Linked DNA regions of Rattus norvegicus: region 1 is linked to region 2. Evidence: chromatin contacts called from public Hi-C data. All regions are on one chromosome and are shown on one strand. The core of a region is the stretch at or near the end of the contact, and the rest is flanking DNA. Distances in the headings are between cores, read along the strand shown. Region 1 has its middle 22 kb from the start of Klhl7. Region 2 holds the start of Nos3 (nitric oxide synthase 3).

Region 1 (3,071 bases), core at 482-2,981, 260 kb after region 2:
TATCCCCTCTGAACCAAGCTTAGCCAAACACAACATTGAATTTGAAAGAAGAGGAAAGCAGAAGTGGGCTTGGCTCTTCACTTAACTGATTCAGTCAGTCAATCACTAACTATGGTTTTTTCTTACATATCTTAAATTTAAGGTTTTTCCAAGGGAGAGGATTGCTTTGCTTTTCCTATTTCTAAGGCTTCAGTGTAGGTAAAAAGGCTATACCAGGAGCCTTCACCACCATATGTTTCCCCATGACATTGAAAGGGTAATGTAAGAAGAGAGAATTCTTTCAACAAGACAGTAAGCCATTCTATTGACACGTCCTATAATCCCAGCAAGCACGCAGAAGGTGCAGGCAGGAGGATCAGGTCAACCTGATTCAAGGTCATCCTTGGCTACATAGTGAATTTGAGGTCAATCTAGGCTAGCGACATGAGACCTTGTCGAAAAACTAAACTCAAAAGTCAAAGTAGCAGTGTGTAGGCTGTTCAGATACATGTTTTCATGCTTGCATCCAGGAGCATGATGGTTCTTTCCCCGCCCCCTAGCTAACATACAAACAAATATATTCACTGTTCCACTTTCAGCTGATTTTTTAAAAAAGTGTAATTTAGTTATAACCTCATCCTCATCCAAAAAGGGGCGTGTGTGTGTGTGTGTGAGTGTGTGAGTGTGTGTGTGTGTGTGTGTGTGTGTGTGTGTTTATAAATTCTAAAGAGAAAGAGTCAGGAGTGAAAAGCAGTCTCTCAAATATCCTCAAAAAAATTGAAATCTAATGGGGTTGATGTATTTCTTAAAATTCCATAATTGGCTGATCGCCTGTGGGTCATACACCAATTCACTTCAACCATAACTTGTGAAATTGCAATGCCATTTTTAGTTTTAAAAGACACCATGACAATAAATCATGCTACGAATGGATTTCAGTCCAAGCATTTAGCTGTGCCTCACATTTGCTAAATGAGAGTCAAAGTTGGCTCTGATAGAGTATCTGTCGCACAGCCACCTTGATTCAGCGGTATAAATATTTATGTGAAGCCTAGTTGGGGCGGTGTGAAAGACTGCAAACACATCTCTTCTCGTTATATAAACTATCAAACTCTTCTGATTATTTTGTTTCCTTCAAAGCCATTTACTAACAACACACACAAGGATGAGAGCGAGCGTCCACATTTCCTAGCCCAGGCGTCCTCGGAAGTGGATTACAGAGAGTAGCCCAGTACCTGAGGGAATTCTGGATGTATAAGACCTACTTCTTGCTCCTGGGTACTTTCCAGTGTTGTCGTCAGAAGCCCAGCAGGAGAGTGCTCTGAGATACTCAATTGAAGGACATAGATTACTTCCTGAGGAAGACTGAAACTTGTGAACAGAGTAAAAAGCCATTGCAGCAGCTGAATACTCACTGTGTACCAGGCACTGTGAATAGCATCACTGTCTCATTCAAAGAGAACAGCACTCAGCATAGGGAATGCTACCGGCTTCATTTTGCAGGTAAAGAGACAGCTTTTGAGAGATGAAGCAATTTGCCTAAGAGTGGCAGGCAAGGCTGGAGTTCTCCCTCTTGACATGTTGTTTACCTATCATTCACAAAGCTCTGGCTTGGATCCCAGCACCTCGCAGATTGGGTGTAGCGGGCGTGCCTGCAATTCCAGCATTTGGGAGGTGGTTAGCTAGCCTGGTCAGGGACTGTGCCGGATGCCGGAGAGGCGGCAGGCGTGGTGGGGCACATTCTTGTGCCCTGACATAGCCTCTCCTGATATAGCCAAGCACAGAAGCTTTGGATAGGCCTTGCCCGCATCGCCTACAAACACACAGCCTGAATGTACTCATCTGTATATTCATATATGTATAAATATATACTGATGTGTCTGTAAAAAGATAAAGAGAAGGGAGATATGTTTTGGTGGATGTGTTAGTGAGGTATGGGGAAGTGGGTGCCTCAGTAGGCCCATGCTGAGACATCCCTTCCCCCTGAGGGACCAGCCTCACAGCGGTATAGTATAGCATTTATTCAGGGCATGGAGAGGGGAGTTGAGAGGGTAATAGAGGCAGAGAAAGAAAGGCAGGGAGAGAGAGAGAGAGAGAGAGAGAGAGAGAGAGAGAGAGAGGAAGAAGGAGGAGGAGGAGGAGGAGGAGGAGGACGAAGCCAGCCATGAACATGTGGGGAGAGAGGGAGGAAGGGAATGGAGAGGGGAGGGGAAGAGGTGAGGGGACAGAGCAGGAGCAGAAAGACAAGAGCAAGAGAGCGAGGAGGAAGCAAGCAGCCCCTTTTATAGTGAGTCAGGCATACCTGGCTGTTGCTAGGTAACTGTGGAGTGGAGCTTAGACAAAATGCTAACATGTGAATGTGTGAAATTGTCAAAGTTAATTAGAAATATTTTCTTTTTCAAAAAGGACTTGCTGTGGAAGCTAGGTGTGAGGGGGGCATGCTTCTAATATGAGTCTTGTGGGACTCAGGAAGCTGACAGTAGGATGGTGAACTCAAGGCTGGCCTGGGACGCACAATGAGCTCGTAACTCAGAGAGAGGGTGTGGGGATGCTAGCTTAATGTTTTACAGTCACAGGAGGAAAATGGACAGCATGCAGTGTTTTAATGGGGATGAGGGTGGGGAGTGGACAGCACTGAAGCCCAGAAGCCCACGTTCCTACTTTATTATACTAACCCCGAATGCAGAAGTAGGTTTTCCCCAGTGGGATCAAACACTCATCTACTGAGTGAACTTGAGCAGGGCAGATCGGAGCCTGACAGTTCATGGTTTACATTCTTAAAGAACCCCAAGTCGTGCTACCGCCCGGGCACTTCTCAGCTGCTGCCATGATGACCTCCCCCACCAATCCCTCTCACAGACTGTGGAGACCACGGACTGCCAGAAAACCTGGACTTCCTTGAGTTCCCTTCTCCAGCCATGTGTATATCTACATGTTCCTGCCTTCCTATCCTGAGCTTGGATGTCCGTCTTTGAAGAACTTCACCAAATGCTTCATTCACCAGGTTCATGCTAGGAGCTGATAAAGATACGGACCACACGAAGAGCTTTCCTTCAGGGAAGCAAGCTTCTGAGACCTCACTGAACCAGAGA
Region 2 (3,052 bases), core at 459-2,958:
CTGACTGACTCTAGCAGACTGACTACTGGGGTCTAGTGGGTACCTTTGTTATTTAAAATAAAAAAGTGCACAGAGTGAGTGAGTGAGGGAGAGGGATGAGAGGGAGAGGGGGAAAGAGAGGGAGAGGGAGGGGGGAAAGGGAGGGGGAAAGGGAGGGGGAGAAGGATGAGAGGGAGAGGGGGAAGGAGAGGGAGAGGGAGGGGAAAGGGAGGGGGAGAAGGAGAGGGAAAGGGAGGAGAGGGAGAGGGGGAAGGAGAGGGAGAGGGAGAGGGGGAAGGAGAGGGAGAAGGGGAGAGGGAGGTGAAGAGGGAGAGGGGGAGGGGAGGGGGAGAGGGGGAGAGGGAGAGAGAGGAAAGCACTAGCTCTTTGGCCTCCTTGCTTGGTCTGGGTTCTCACCTCAGGATGCCCTTACTTTACCTGAGATGGCGCCTGAGGTCCCCAGCAGAGCAGGTGCTTGTGCCATGCTCATGGCTGTTTGGTTTTCTGAACCAGGAGTGAAATAACCTCTGGTCTCAAGCTGTGTATAGCAACGGTTGGCTAGAATCCTCCTGCCTCCCCCTCAACTGCTGGGATTATGGTCATATGTCACCACGCTGGCTCCTAAGCCCCATTCTTCGTGTTACCCCATCTTAAGGGTCGTTTTGGCGCCTGGAAACGGAGTAGGCACTGGCTGTACTGTAGGGGCCTGGGCAGAGGGAAGCCCCCTGCATGGATTCCTCTGCTCTGATTTTGCCCCCACTCACACCCCTCTTGACAGCAGCCCTAGTGTGAAGGGAAGCTTGAGGCCTTATCACTTCCTCCCAGAAACGCCTGCCTGCACAGGAGGAAGGGAGGGACTTGGGGCCCTGCTGTCCCTGAGCCGCAGCAATGGACCCTCAGGCTTGGCAGGAGCCCCTTGGCCTGACATCCCACTGGAATTTTTTATTTTCTTCTCTTCAAGGACCTACCTCAGGCCCAGGGACGAGTGTTTTGAGGGCTGGGACTGCAGGTCTGTTTGTAGTTCAGGGTGGTGAGGAGGGAGTCCTTAAGCAGGAAATGGACCTAGCAGCTTTGCCTTAGCCCCCACCCCAAGAGTTTGGATCTCAGGCCCCAGCTCTCTCCTGCTCTATGAAACCCCACACCTAGGGTGCCCCTCCCCTGTCCCCATCTTCTCCAGGTAAGGCGCCATTACTACTGTTTGTAAAGTCTTCCTATGAACTAGAAACTTACAGACCCAAGAGGTGAGTGCTACTGAGTCCACGTTTTACCCACACAGAGGCTCAGGTCAAGTAACTTGTTTGAGGTTGAACAGTTCTTGACAAGGAGCAGCACTGAAACCCTGGCCCAGTTCTGTAGCAGGGCCTCTTGTTTCCTCTTACCTAGTACCTGATGGCCTTGCTCTGGCCTCTCTCAGCCATGCAGCCTCGTTCTGGTCTGTTCACTAGGAGGTTTTGGCACCAGTAGCCTGGTCCTCCTGGCTCTTCTCAGCACTAGACCTCAGTCCTCCATACCACCCCTTTAATCACAGCTCTTACCTGCTCACAGCCATGTGCCCCTCACCTGTGGTCTGGTGCTGGTCGGGTTGGGGACGGGGGTACTGGTGCCTGGCTAGGCTCTGGTGCCGGTGAGGCTGGGCCCTGCTTGCCGCATAGCCCTAGGCCCAGCCCGAGCCCTAGGCCACAGGGTGGCCCAGGCTCCTGGCCCACACTCTTCAAGTTGCCCATGCCAGCTCACCTCCACTCTGCTGACTGCTCAACAAGAGTCCTGGCCTTTTCCTTAGGAAGCAGGGAGGGGGTAGTGGGAGGGGGCTCTCAGATGCTGGCCCTCGCCCCGCCCCTGTCCCACACACAATGGGACAGGAACAAGGCCGGCAGGGAGGCTCTAAAACCTCGGCTTCATGCCCACTGACCCAGAGGGTGGGGGGCCGGACGCCTGGGTTCCGCCATGAGGGCTAGAGCTGATAAGTGAGAACCCAGGTGTCCATTAGAGGGCTACTGCAGGGCGGGAAAGATGCTTTGGTGGTGTTGGGCCACAGTAGGAGGGCCTTGTGCACTGGGCCAGTACCAGAGCAATGGAATATCATATTCCTGTGACCACAGAGATCTCTAGGTTAATCCTGGACCCCTTGCTCTCTTCTATCTCAGAGTCCTTTGGAAGCTTGGGGACACAGGTTCAGCAAGGATGCAGTGACATTTTGTCCTTTTGCCTGGTATTAGGGCATTTTCCCATTCTCATCTCAATTTCCTGAAACCCCCACACCCCATGACTCAAGTGGGGGGATACAAAGGGGCAGGAAGCTGCCATCCAAGGCCTCCACCTCCAATCCTGTCAAATGACGCATGTTTCCCTGGGGCAGCAGGTCAGTGGACCTAGCCACCAGGGCAGAGGCAGATGGCCTACAGGGGAGAGTTTGGGGGTGGGGGAGTGGACACTGAGTGTGGGCTAGGCAAAACTACAATTCCCAGAATGCAGGGAGATACATACCAGCACATTTTGGGCACCTTAGGCAGACATGCATGTTGGAGTTTGTAGTTCTATACTACCTACATCTGATAGAAAGCTAGGAGCTAGGTATTTGGGTGTACAGGAGTGGGAGTTTGAGACCTCAGAGGCCCAAGAAAGAAACTATAAGGAAAAACAAACAAAACAAAACCCCCAGAAACTTAAGAGACAGGGAGAGGCAAGACTGGGAGAGGCAGACAGGCAGACAAACAAACATGTGGATTTGTGTTGGCTGGACTCTTGAGAAGCAGGGGAGGATAAGATTGGGGTGGGCCTGGGTGGGGGGCTGGCAGGAATAGCCGGACAGAATGGGCTGTGCTGATCTTTGGGGTCACTAAGAAGGTGGGGTCCACTAGTTTGAGGCAGGGCAGGTAGAGGTGAAGGGGCCTCACAAATAGGGGGAAGCCGGCCCTTGGATGTGAGTGCTCTGGGCTCCCTGGATGACTGGTGGGGGCTGGGAACAGACAGTCAGCAGGTGACTCCTACACTAGTTTTCTTTCAGGCCTTGAGACCCCTGCCTGTACCTACTGACTTGCACTGTCAGAGAGGCAGGAGACGGGATCTAGCCCCT

The links. Hi-C and Micro-C count contacts between places; a contact is called where the count stands out from the background.
Region 1: a Hi-C map of the A7r5 cell line shows a contact between it and region 2, with 5 times the contacts expected there. The contact joins the enhancer-like site here to the promoter of Nos3 in region 2. A contact is called at or near these places in 2 of 12 Hi-C or Micro-C datasets (the A7r5 cell line and Schwann cells).

Annotation. Positions count from the first base shown.
Region 1 is chr4:11,968,575-11,971,645 of GRCr8, forward strand. No RefSeq gene overlaps it. Among named protein-coding and RNA genes, the nearest start is that of Klhl7, 22 kb to the left of the region's middle. Within about 2 kb of position 1,732, at least 27 of the 93 cell types and tissues checked have an H3K27ac peak or open chromatin away from gene starts, as enhancers often do. A contact at or near this core is called in the A7r5 cell line, where this site is marked.
Region 2 is chr4:11,704,873-11,707,924 of GRCr8, forward strand. It overlaps Nos3 (nitric oxide synthase 3), which reads right to left and starts at 1,709. Exons shown (of 26, transcript NM_021838.2): 1 at 1,540-1,709. The coding sequence starts at 1,703.